Linked DNA regions of Mus musculus: region 1 is linked to region 2. A link is a contact called in public Hi-C data. All regions are on one chromosome and are shown on one strand. Each heading gives the region's core, a stretch centred on a gene start, on an enhancer-like site or on the middle of the called end of the contact. The rest is flanking DNA. Distances are from core to core; before and after follow the strand shown. Region 1 holds the start of Fnta (farnesyltransferase, CAAX box, alpha). Region 2 overlaps Hgsnat (heparan-alpha-glucosaminide N-acetyltransferase).

Region 1 (6,340 bases), core at 208-2,707, 67 kb after region 2:
GTCCTACATGTGATACTTCAACACTCCCCCCAAAGTCCAAGGAAGCATTATGAGTTATTGTCACTACAGAGGGACTTGTTAGGCAGAGGGAGGGCCTGGCATGTGGAGATGCCTGCCTAGCATGAGGGAGAGAAGGCTCTGGAATCTGACAGTTGCCTAAGCCAGAATATTAGCTTTACAACTTCCTGTGTGAAGTCATTAATCTGCCTGGATGTTGGTTTCTTCATTTATAAGATGAAGATAATGTTACCAGTCAACTTTGGAAGGCAACTTTGAGAAGGAATAATTTTGAGTACTTAAAACCTGCATAGCATACTGTATGCATGCTAACAATCCAGGGAACAGTCTCAAAACAACAGTATGACTGCAACAACTGGCACTTCTGGAGACTTCCATGAACTGCTCAGTGTGGCCAGCCTTGACTTACATTCTTTTCTTCTTCTCTATACTAATCAGTTACTGACAGCAGACATTTGTGGTACGCAGTTAACCTTGAAATTGCATCCCTTATGTAAGAATATGGGGAAAAGAATGACCTGCTAATTTTATATATATATATATATATACATATGTATGTATATATGTATATATATATATCCTATAGTTTGGAGAGAGGCACGGCAAACACGGTCATTTAGTTCTTCGGAAATCAGCCATCCGAAGAACATAATTCATAAATCAGAGGAAAGTTCTGAAGCTATGGGACCCCACAACCAATCTCAAGTCATCCAACTGCAGAAACCTCTATAATGCCTTTCACTCATTCCTGAAAGCCTGGCAAATGAGTCACCTAAAGGGTTTAGGTAGAACTACAAAAAACAGTAAGTACTTTTTGACAAGGAACTAGGGGACATGGAAAGGAAGACAGAAGGGATGTGCACAGTGGCCAAGATGAAGGAAAGGCAGGAAAGTTCTCTCCAGGCAGCAGAAGGCACGCAAAGGCCCGACAGTGTTTGTAAAGAGCAGATCTGGCCGCTTAAGTGACATTATCCCATAGCGAGCTGTCAAAAGGGCGCCTTTCGGATGATGCACGGCTCTCAGCAGGGCAGCACTGCGGGACCACGGAAGTGTCACCGCACCCTAGCTTCAGAAGAGCGCCGCCGCAGCCTGCGGCCACCCGGGGCTGCGCGGCGCGGACTCGGAGGGCGCCCCCGTCCGCCGAGCTGCGTCGTCGTCGCTCGCACTCAGCCCCGGGCCTCTGGCGCCGCGGCCCGCAGGAGGGCGTTACCTGTACAAGACATAGGTGGGCGAGTCCAGGCTCAGAAACCCGTCGTCCATAGGGGACGCCGCCGCTTCCCCGGCCTCAGCCGCCATCTCTTCTTCCTGCGGCTGCTGTGCTGGCGGCGGCGGAGGCGGGGGCGGCGGCTGCTCCGGCTGTCCCGGCTCGCCGCCTGCCGCAGATTCCCCGACCCCCTCGGTGGCCGCCATCTCGCCTCCGTCCGCAGCAGAGGTGGTGGTGGAGGCCCCGCCCCCTCCGCGGCCCGCCCCGCCCCCGGCGAGGCCCACTTCCGGTTCCTCGGGTCCTACCATAGAGGCGTGGGGTAGAGGGCCCGGCCCGGAGGCCTGGCCTGAATACCTACTGTCCTCGCTGCTGTGTTTCCAGGGCCCCCTTCCCGAATGCAGGTTTTCAGAGGCCTTTAGGTGCTAATTGGCAAGCAGTGTTATTAGTTGTTGTTTCCTTTGTTGGGTAACTTTTCTGTTTCCTTGCTTTTGTTTCTTTTTCAACGCTTAGGATGGAACCGGAAGACTTGCACATGCTAGGCATGTGCTCTACCACTGAGTTACATCTCCAGTCCCCAGCGGCCCCCTTCTTTTGGACCATCTTAGGAGTGTGAAGAATTGCAAACGGTGCACAGCCAGCCACCTCTTTCCCCCCTCAGGCTTCCACTTTAACCTTAAAAGGGTCTTTACATTCTTTCACACTTTACATGTTTTTCAGTGCTAGGCGTTTATATAATCCTATAATAAAATAGCAGCATTTTATTAATCCGGGGGGTGTCTTTGGAATTAAATTTGGATCTGTGCAGAACTCCTTTCTAAATATAGAGAATAGATATATTCAATTAACAAATATTTACTATACAATAGGCACCAGGTTCATTCGCAGCAGCGCAAAGACCATAGTGTCTGGTCACCATATATTCTAGGGAAGGTTCTTAAATCAGAACCGATTGAGGCAAAGTGGGAATAAAAGAGACAAATGTCTTTATAAGCATACTGTCCTTTAATTAGAAAAAAATCCAAGGATGGTCATGGGCCTTGGAGGTTTTATAGGGTAGAAAAGGGACTTTTGGGATTCCAACAGAGGTCGGTATGTGATCTTAGCTGAAGTTTCCCCACATCCTAATAGCCCACAGGTGTTATCAGTCAAACCAACTTTTCTGTGCTGAGTTTCTCAGTGCAGCTGTGCTAGTGATCAAACCCAGGATTTAGAAATGCTAGTATTGGCTGGGCAGTGGTGGCACATGCCTGTAATCCCAGCACTTAGGCAGAGGGGCAGAGGCAGAGGCGCAGAGGCAGAGGCAGAGGGGCAGAGGCAGAGGGGCAGAGGCAGAGGGGCAGAGGCAGAGGCAGAGGCAGAGGGGCAGAGGCAGAGGCAGAGGGGCAGAGGCAGAGGCAGGTGGATATATTATTTACTCATTACCTTGTGGTTTGTGTGTGTGTGTGTGTGTGAGAGAGAGAGAGAGAGAGAGAGAGAGAGAGAGAGAGAGAGAGAGAGAGAGAGAGAGAGAGAGAGAGAGAGAGAGAGAGAGAGAGAGAGAGAGAGAGACTGAGACTTACCTGCCAGAAGGGAGCCCACCTTTGGGGGAACTTAAAAGAAATTCCCTTTGTTCTCTGGATTCTCCCTTAAGACCTTCCATAGGTTGGGAACTAGGGTGGAATGGATTTGTATTTTCCAGTGCAGATGAAAGTTCTGTTTATTCGAAATGTATTCGGTAAGTGTCCACAACAAAGGAGCTCTTCCCCTCACTCAGTCCGTATCTAACAGGATCCAGCAGGCACACAGGAGTCCGAGGGAGAGGGGTCTCAGCAGCCGGGACTCTGAGATGACTAGGGGGAGGCTATCCTGTCCTGACTGCATTTTACTTTGCTTAGACAGTTCTCAGCCCCCTACCCTCCTCCCTCTAATGGTCACATCTGCCTTGACAATATGTTTGGGATTTCTATGGCCTAGATGTATCAGTCAAAGTAATTAGTAAACTGAAATAACTAGAAATGTCAAAAATAATTGACATGTTATATCTAAAATAATTACTATGCTCTGCCAGGAATAAATGTTTTAAGATCACACTGACTCCCATCTAACGTTGATGTAAACTAGTCTTTGCGGTTTCTGTCTTTAAGAGCCCTCTAACCCTAGCATGAGCACCAAGAGATTTCAGAGGCATAAGCCTGCTCTTGGTCTGACATCAATAAAAAGGACTTAAAACTTGTAAGTGGCTTACTCGGCATGATTGTTAAGAAGTATCTTTCATAGATCACTGCAGTTTGGATGAGAATGGCCTCCAGAGGCTCATGTTTGAATGCTTCCTCCCCAGTTGGTGGAGCTGTTTGGGAAGGATTAGGAGGTCTGGCCTTGTTGGAGTAGGTGCGGCTTTGTTGGAGGTATGTCACTGGTGATGGGCACTGAAATTTCAAAAATCTCACACCAGGCCCAATGAGATGGTTTGAATGAAAATGTACCCCCATAGTCTCATTAGGAAGTGTGACCTTGTTGGAAGTATGCCACTTGGGGGTGGGCTTTGAGATTTCAAAGTGTCTCTCTCTTCCTGCTGCCTTCCTGCACTCTCAGCTACTCTCCAGGACCATGTTTGCCTGCACACGCTGTGGCGATAATGGACTAAATCTCTGAACTGTAAGCCAGCCCCAAATAAATGTATTACTTTTAAAGAGTTGTCTTGGTCATGGTGTTTCTTCACAGCAGTGACGTTGACGAAGACACCCAGTCTTGAGTGTTCTCTCTCTCCCTGCGACTTGAAGATAGTTGTGACCTTTAAGCAGCTGGTCCAGCACCATTTTGCCTGCCAGTATCCTTCCTGTCATGATGTTCATGGACTGACACTGTTAGCAAGTTCTCAATTAAATGCTTCCTTTTATTTGTAGGAGTTGCCTTGGTTTTGGTGTTTCATCATGGCATTGTTGTAAGACCATGTATTTACTATTTTGGTGGCTCTCAAGGCATTATCTCAGAGAGTTGCTAAGAAGGACAATTTTTTCATTTTGATAGACTAGAGAGTGGCTCCAAAGGTGACTTTGAAGGGACTACAATATACTAAAATCAGGAGATATGACATTTTTATACAGTAAGTGGGGTTTCTGGAAGTTCTAGAAAATTACAGGTTTACAGCTGGGAATGGAGAAAAGCTATGTATATTTAAGTTTTAAGCATGCCTGTGGCCATTTTTACATTCTTATTGGCACTCTCTCTATAAAATGTTTTCTTTTTGTTGGCAAATTTTACCACAAATGTTGTGTTAGATTTCTTTTTCATTATGTCCAGGGGTATTTTGTCTGCATGTATGTCTGTGTACAACCTGCATGCCATGGAACTTGAGTTACAGATGGTTGCGAGCTGCCATGTATGTACTGGGAATCAAGCCCTGGCTCTAACTGTGGACCAATCTCTTCAGTCCCCTTTACTTCAGAGCTGTTGAGACTTCAACATGAAGTGCTATTATTCATGACCCTGTAAATTTTTTCTACCTTTCAATTCTGCCTCAATGTTAGCATAGCTCTAAAAAGCAAGAAGCCATGCTTAAATTTAGCTTTTAAGAACTCTCGTGGCTGGATATATTCCTCCGTAGTTAAAATTATGAACTTGCTTTTCCAGAGAACCTGAGTGTGATCCCCAGCGCTTATAAGGCAGCTCATAAACCTTTCTAACTCCAGCCCCGTGGAGTCCCTACGCCTTCTTCTGGACGCCAGAGATATCATCGTCACGCTCACATACACACAGCCACATATGTAATAAAAATTAAAAAATAACAAGTCTTTAAAAATCACATGCATAAGTACACTGTTAACAAGGATAGAGAGAGGACAGGACTCAGCAGAGACACTCAGACATGTCACCCTTCAGGTGAGTGTTTTATTAAGGAGGCCATTAGCCGCAAAGAGTATGATACTGGTTCAAAGTTGAGAGAGGCTCACACACATAGTAGAGGTTTAAATCACAAATGATCACAGTGAAAACTGGATAGACATTGATTTGCAGTAAACAAATAATGTAGCTACTTAGACATTAATTAGTAGGCTTGAAGTTTATTGAAGATGGACCCCCAAATCAGGTTCTTTACCACCTCCAGAGCCCCATAACATCTAAATTTCAAGTAAGGGGAAGAGATCACAATGCCCCCCTCCTCAGAATTGGAAATACCATGCGACACAGATGCCTCCCCTTGATGCTATAACAAAGGGAGAGAGGCTGCCTTCTTGAAGTCTGTAAGAAGGCCATTTTCCAGGTTAAAAAAACATGCCTGCTTTTATAGGTTTTAACATTTAATCCACAAGCTGCACGGCTTTCTTCTGTGCATATGAGTGTGTGTGTCGAGGACTTTGGTTGTTTGCTCAGGGGCCACTTTGTTTAATGAAAAGGCCTAGAACCCACAGACCAGGTTGAAGTGAGCGTCTCTACCACCCTGGCACTGGGGTTATAAGTATGTCATTACCCTGGGCTTTCAAATTCACGCCTTCATACTTGCGTGGCAAGCATTTTATTGACAGAGGTATGGCCCCAGAACTGTTGTTTTTGCCCAAATGAATAAGATCTGAGTTCTGCTTCCTGTCCTGGGTTGAGACAAAACCATCTAAATTGCCTAAATGATTAGATATACCCCTTCCCTTATGAGTTAGTCCACATGAAAAGTTGTTAGAGACTTCAGAAATGACTACTAGCCCACTTAACTGTAGGTTTGCACAATTATCTCCGTCCTTTGCCAACCTCTGCTTTCGCTCTAAGGGTTTCTCTGCAGTAGTGCCTTCCGCCATTGATTCCTTCTATTCCCCTGTAATAAGCCCTGTCTCATCTGCATTTTTGAAAAAGAAAATTGTTACTACTTTTAATTATGCATACATGTGTGGTATGTGCATATGAGTGTGGGTGCCAGCAGAGGCCTGTCTGACAAGGGTACTGGGAACCAGTCCTCTGAAAGAACATGGCATGCTTGCAGCCACCAGGCCACTTCTCCGGCTCCCTCATCTGCATCCTTTTGACAGACACAGCACAAGTCAGTTTGACTAGGGATTCTGTGTCCATTTCCAGTGCTCCTAGTTTTGTTGATAAAAGAATTTTAAGAGTTCGAAGCTTGAGGAAGACCATTTTGTAAGTTTGAGAGAAAAG
Region 2 (6,531 bases), core at 291-2,790:
TGGCTTTAAGAATAGCAATCGGGGGTGGGGGTGGGGCTGGCGAGATGGCTCAGTGGTTAAGAGCACAGACTGCTCTTTCGAAGGTCCCAAGTTCAAATCCCAGCAACCACATGGTGGCTCACAATCATCCGTAATGAAATCTAATGCCCTCTTCTGGAGTATCTGGGGACAGTTACAGTATACTTACATATAATAAATAAATAAATCTTTAAAAAAAAAAAACCCAGCACTTGGGAGGCAGAGGCAGGCAGATTTCTGAGTTCGAGGCCAGCCTGGTCTACAAAGTGAGTTCCAGGACAGCCAGGGCTATACAGAGAAACTCTGTCTCGAAAAACCAAAAACCAAAAAAAAAAAAAAAAAAAGAATAGCAATCAGAGTAAAGAAGGCTGGCTACTTACAAGGATACAGCACCAGGCGGCAAATCGGGTCAGGATGGCTTTCGTCTGATCCTTGTAATACACCAGTATTTTTCCTGCCTGGGGAAGAAAACAATATGACCAAGAGAGTCACCTAAGGTGAATTCTTGTTTCTATCTTCATCGAGTTAACCATCTAGCACACAGAGTTATTTGCTAAGTACACGTTCTAGACTCTGGGGATATAAGGAGGAATGCAAATTGACCCCTGTGCCCTGGTGGAGACAGAGCATTAGAGCAGGCAGGATGTTCCGGGTGAAGGAGAAAGCACACACAGAAACTTGTTAAAGCACAAGAGTGCCACAGTAGGATGAGAAATGAAATAATGGGGCTGGTAGGGGGCTCAGCAGGTCTCACTCAGATCAGGGGCTTTCTCCCAGAGGTTTTGGGGAGTCCAGGAAAGTTACCCCTTATCCTAGTCACAACCTTTTTTTCTTTCTTTTTTTTTTTTAAGATTTATTTATTATATCTAAGTACACTGTAGCTGTTGTCAGATACACTAGAAGAGGGCATCAGATCTCATTATGGATGGTTGTGAGCCACCATGTGGTTGCTGGGATTTGAACTCAGGACCTTCAGAAGAGCAGACAGGGTTCTTAACCGCTGAGCCATCTCACCAGCCCCCAGATACAACCTAAAGTCACCTGAGAAAAGGGAACCTCAATCTCGACAAACTGCTTAGATCACACTGGTCTGTCAGCATGTCTGCCGGGGACTGTTTTGATTGCTAATTGATATAGGAGGGCAGGGCCCACTGTGAGCAGCGCTATCCCTGGGTCAGTGCTCCTGGATGTATAGAAGAGCTGCCTGAGCACACGTGAGCCAGCAAGTAAGGCAGCAGGCAGCGGACAGCAGGCAGCTGGCAGCCCTCCTTCCTGCAGGGCTTTTGCTTTAAGTTCCTGCTTTCCTGCAGACCCTCACTCCCCTCAATGAAGGGCTGAGACCTGCCAGTGAAACCACCCTCTCCTCCCCTCAATCACTTTCCCACAGAGTGTTTTATCACAGCAACAGGATGGAAACTAAAAGTAACACCCATTTAGGTGACAAGAAACTAGGTCAGACTAGCTTGGCTACAAAGTATCTGGTCTGGCGGCACTACCCAAGATGCATAGGAGCAAAACGGAACTGGGTGCCGGGGAAACTAAAACCTCAGACAGGGCGCTGCACAAAACTCTCTGAACTAGAGTCAAGCTTTGAAAGTATCAAAGGATACAGTGTTAATCATTTATAACAGTAGCTGAAATGTACCAGTGCTGCCTATGTGCTAGTTTTGGGGGTTTTGTATAAATTAACATATTCCATCCTTATAACACCCCTGGAATTAGACACAGCAAGTGTCACCCAGCCTGCACATGAGAGCTAGACACAAATCCACACAGTGTAGCTGTGAGCCTGTACCTAAACTTTTCCACGCTAACCCAACTGCTCTAGCAGGCTGAGGTTTGCCTAGCGTGTGTGTAGAGAGAAGGTGTGTATATAAAAACAGAATCTAAGCACCACAGGGATAGAGGCAGGGTGTCAACCCATTAGTGGAAAATTATTTAATCCCCTAACTGTACACAGTGTAGCTGTGAACCTGTACCTAAACTTTTCCACGCTAACCCAACTGCTCTAGCAGGCTGGGGTTTGCCTAGCATACAATTTAATAGGACCACCACTAGCTATGTGTGGCCATTTAAATTTTAACTGGAGTAAAATTAAAAACTGAGGCTCTTGGTCTTACTCCAGCCACATCCTGTACTCCACAGACTCCTTGCAATGGCTGCCTGCATGGTCAGGATACCCTCTCCATCACAGAATGGTCTCTGGCCTGCTGTAGAAGCCTTTCTACTCTCCAATTTGTTCCCTCAAAGAATAAACTCAAACGCCAGAGAGGACAACTTTGCGTAGAGAAATCTAGCCTGCTCTGAATCATACAGAAGTGCACGAGGGACACCAAGAGTGACCAGATTTGATTTGGGGCATAAGACACGCATGCTTTAGATCCATTTACATAGCTGGCTGTGACTGGAAGTCTGTGTCTTTCCTAAGTTCACACAAGGAAAACTCAGAAGGTGTTGGGACGGGAAGGAGGTCTGGTCCTTCTGGGGCCAGTGTGGATCTCTGCACGTATGAATACACTTTATGATCTTACAAAGGGATGCGACAGCAAGTTCAGCATTCACATCCTTGTAAGCGCCACCCCGTGTGGCACAGTGCTCATCCCTCCACAGGCTGCATGCTGGGAAGCAGAGATGGACCCCTGTCTGAAAAGGAACCTGTCAGCACTTTGAGCTGGGGCCTGAGAAGCAACTTCTGCTGTTTATGAGTTAGTCCATCTCTGCTGTTTTGTTGTCTGGTGGCCTCTTCATGTTAGCAATGTTGAAACATTCTGAAAACTCCACATGGACACTTTCATAGCGTCTGTTTTCATTTGTCTTGTTCTGTGACCCATCTGGTCTCAAACTCTGAGTCGTCCTGCCTCAGCCTTCCAAGTGCAGGAATTAGAAATGTGGCCATTGTCAGGCATGGTGGCAAGCACCTGTGTCAAGGCCTAGGTAAGTGTTACCTGTTTGAGCCTTCCACTTTGTATTGTTACTATGTTGCTTCTGCTGTTACCAGGAAACTTCTTCTTTTCTTTCCTTTCCTTTCCTTTTTTTTTTTTTTTTTTTTTTGGTTTTTCAAGACAGGGTTTCTCTGTGTAGCCCTGGCTGTCCTGGAACTCATTCTGTAGACCAGGCTGGCCTCGAACTCAAAAATCCTCTTGCCTCTGCCTCCCAAGTGCTGGGATTAAAGGCGTGACCAGCACTGCTAGGCTACCAGGAAACTTTTTCATGCTTAAGTTGACTACATATTCTGTCCTGTGCCGTGCCCTTGGAAACTAATCACCAGAGAAGTCGGTAGACTCATCTACAACAAGCTTGGGCCAGAACCAGCATGAGCCAACCACCCAGCAACACTCCCTGCTCCTAAGTATAATCTTGTATTGTATTTGCCTTTATTGGCTGCCCCTGGGATGGACCCAACATCAGAGAGACACCTGCATCAACAGAAGAAGCTGTCTGGAATGAGACGTCCATTTTGTGGTTTTAGTTCTTAAGACCTCCCTGGGAACTGACACACTACTTGGCAGAAAGTGACACGTACATGGGTAACTGAAGACACGAATGTTAGACAAGTTCCATCCTGGTAGGCAAATTAGAACATGAATACTAGACAAGGCAAGTCCCCTGCCACAGTTGAATGCCCCAAGCAAGGAGGCAGGATAAGTAGACAACAAAGACATGTTCAAAAGGAAATCCCCTATCCCTGAATCCTGATTGGTGAACACAGATGTTTATGGACTTGGGGCTCAAAAGCCTTGTAGAATCTTAACTCAGTGTCATGGTTCAGTTCCTGAATCTGGACCATGGCCCTGGCCGATCAGTTCTGGGGTAGATACTCAACAAACCATCCCTGTCTGACTGAGATCGGCATTCGTGTGGTTTGTGATGCCATTCCTGGACCCAATACCTTGAATCCCAGCACTCAGGAGGCAGAGGCAGGAGGATCCCTGAGGAATTCGAAGCCAGCCTGGTCTACAAAACAAGTTTTAGGAAAGTCAAGGCTACCCAGAGAAATTCTATCTCAAAAAACAAAAGGAAGGAAGGAAGGAAGGAAGGGAGGGAGGTAGGGAGGGAGGGAGGAAGAGAGAGAGAGAGAGAGAGAGAGAGAGAGAGAGAGAGAGAAATAAATAAAGTAACCATTAATAGAACTCACTATCCACAAATTGCTGGGCTAAAATAAATCCACAACTAGTACGAATTTAGTCTCCAGAATGCAAGGATCCAGCTAGTCATTTGAATTGCTGAGCTACCCCACACTAGTTTGCATACTCTCCATCCTAAACAGAATTTACCAGACCCGTAGGGCAGCAGATGGCCTCCTTGTACAACCTCAATACAGTGCTGTTAGCACTGTGGCACTGTTAGCAGCTGTCACAAACTGTCAGAAGGTTAGCCTGAGGACATGAACAGAACTCCTAAACAGAACTTCATACCTGAACTCCTAAAAACGCCATCACAATTGAGTTGATAGTCCCTAAGACTCCTTCAGGGTCGTAGGCCACCTCTGTGTGATACAGCACCTTGAGGAAACGGAGAAGGAGAGTGGCAGTCAATCGCTGGACACAAAAGAAACGCACGACGGGGGATACACTCCAATAGTGGTGCTTCCTGGTTTCCTTCTCCCTCCCTCCCTCCCTCCCTCCCTCCCTCCCTCCCTCCCTCCCTCCCTCCCTCCCTCCTTTCTTCCTTCCTTTTATTTTTCTTTTTTCTTTTACAGCAGAAATTCACTGGCAATTTATAAGCATCGTAAGAAGGAAGCCATGACCCTGCCTGGCCACATTAGCACGTCTGGCAGAGTGTGTTGGACCACATTTAACCAAACTCGAATGCAAATGCCTAACAGGGCAGGGACTGCGTGCTGCTTCTGATTTCGTGAACCCCACTGCAGCAGCCACAGCGCCTAACCTTCTTGGGCAAATAGCATCTAACAGTCCATTTGAGAAGGGGGTGGGACAGTGGAAGCATGCATGCTTAGCATGTAGGAGGCCCGTATTTTAAGAGCTAGCATGCAAACAAAATGAAACAAAAACCATAGTCAGTTACAATAAAACATTTGTATTTTTTTTTAATATAAAAACGAGACCAGAACTTTGGGAGTATACAGTGCACCACCCAGACCCTCAACCTTTCCAAGGCCTGAAACAGTCATACCCAGCCGGCTACTAGAAATGCTGCCAAAAGGCTTCTGTCACATACTTCCTGCAGGGTCCTTGAGTAAAGCCAGGTACACACTATGAGCGTACAGCTCCCTGGGCCCTGAGCTGGATCCCACAACATAAAACAAAAGAAACGACAGTGTGGGGGCTTGGTCTGCTTCCCTAAATCACCTCCTCCTCCAACAAGCAGCATAAGGGACCCAGCCCTCACCCAGTACAGATCAGTACTGAATGCCTCCTCAGAGACACAGAGATTAAGCATGGTGCAGTTCAACACCCCCCACGCCCCAGCTGCACTCCTCACACGGATCCAGTGAGGATACCCCGCGAATCCTGCACTGGAGTCCCTGTCTCGGAGTCTGGGCCTGGAAACCTGAAGGGCTAAATAAAACTCTGCTTGTTTTATATGGTACACTTCACTCCGCAATCAGAAATGCCTTTACCTGCCAACGGGAAGTGAACATCTGAGGCATGAATGCAGCCAGTTTCCCTAATAGAGTGATTTCACACCACCTTTTCCTTAAAGAATACAAAGCTAGCTTCCTACTTCCCTGCTTCCCAGTTCTCAGTAACGGAAAGGCTCACGCACGGTGGAGGATGGGTGCTGGTACAGGTGATTGTCTCCCAGGAGCAGGCGGTCGATGTAGCCAGCTGCTCCTCCAGTACAATGAGGATACTTCCCCAAGTCCCCTATACCGCCAGGGCCAAGGTAGCCACTAGGGGAGTAAAAAAACATACTTAAACGACAGAACCACAGAGCAGTGGCTATCCACGAAGCAGGGTTCAAACAGCCTCACAAACAGGCCCCCAGCAGCCCCAGCCCCTGAACTTAGTGTTCTCACTGGGACACAGTTCTACTTTCTACTCAGAGTGATGCTGAGACAACTTGACCCTCCTCTCAATGGAAAGAGAGCCTCGAAGGACAACGAAGTGTGAAAAGCAACTGTCTTCAGTGCTCTAAACCTTAGTGCTGACTCGCAGAAAGGAACTGTCATGACTGGAGGGGGGGGGGAGGGAGCTCAGTCAGTAAAGTGTTTGCTTTGCAACCATGAGGACCTGAGTTTGATTCCCCAGAACCCATGTGGGGAAAAACAAAAAGAGAGAGATTGAGACAGAGACAGAGAGAGAAAGAGAGATATACAGACAGAGACAGAGACAGAGAAAGCAAGGGACAGAGAGAGACTGTAATGGTTTGTTTATGTTCCACCCAGGGAGTGGCACTACTAGAAGATGTGGCCCTATTGGAGTGGATGTGTCACTGTGGGTGTGGGCTTTAAGACCCTCATCCTAGCTGGAAGTCAGTTTTCTACTAGCAGCCTTCAGATGAAGATGTAGAACTCTCAGCATCTACTGCACCATGCCTGCCTAGATGCTG

The links. Hi-C and Micro-C count contacts between places; a contact is called where the count stands out from the background.
Region 1: a contact with region 2 is called in a Hi-C map of natural killer cells, with 2.7 times the contacts expected there. The contact joins the promoter of Fnta here to the enhancer-like site in region 2. A contact is called at or near these places in 1 of 39 promoter capture datasets (neutrophils), 3 of 484 Hi-C or Micro-C datasets (embryonic stem cells, natural killer cells and peritoneal macrophages), 2 of 115 datasets of contacts at active chromatin or transcription factors (double positive thymocytes and embryonic stem cells) and 3 of 9 other capture datasets (adipose tissue, liver and pancreatic islet).

What each region holds. Positions count from the first base shown.
Region 1 is chr8:26,014,153-26,020,492 of GRCm38.p6, forward strand. It overlaps Fnta (farnesyltransferase, CAAX box, alpha), which reads right to left and starts at 1,458. Exons shown (of 9, transcript NM_008033.4): 1 at 1,229-1,458. The coding sequence starts at 1,428.
Region 2 is chr8:25,947,536-25,954,066 of GRCm38.p6, forward strand. It overlaps Hgsnat (heparan-alpha-glucosaminide N-acetyltransferase), which reads right to left. Exons shown (of 18, transcript NM_029884.1): 13 at 5,746-5,872; 14 at 4,434-4,520; 15 at 399-476. Among named protein-coding and RNA genes, the nearest start is that of Hgsnat, 26 kb to the right of the region's middle. Within about 2 kb of position 1,541, at least 38 of the 459 cell types and tissues checked have an H3K27ac peak or open chromatin away from gene starts, as enhancers often do. A contact at or near this core is called in double positive thymocytes and natural killer cells, where this site is marked.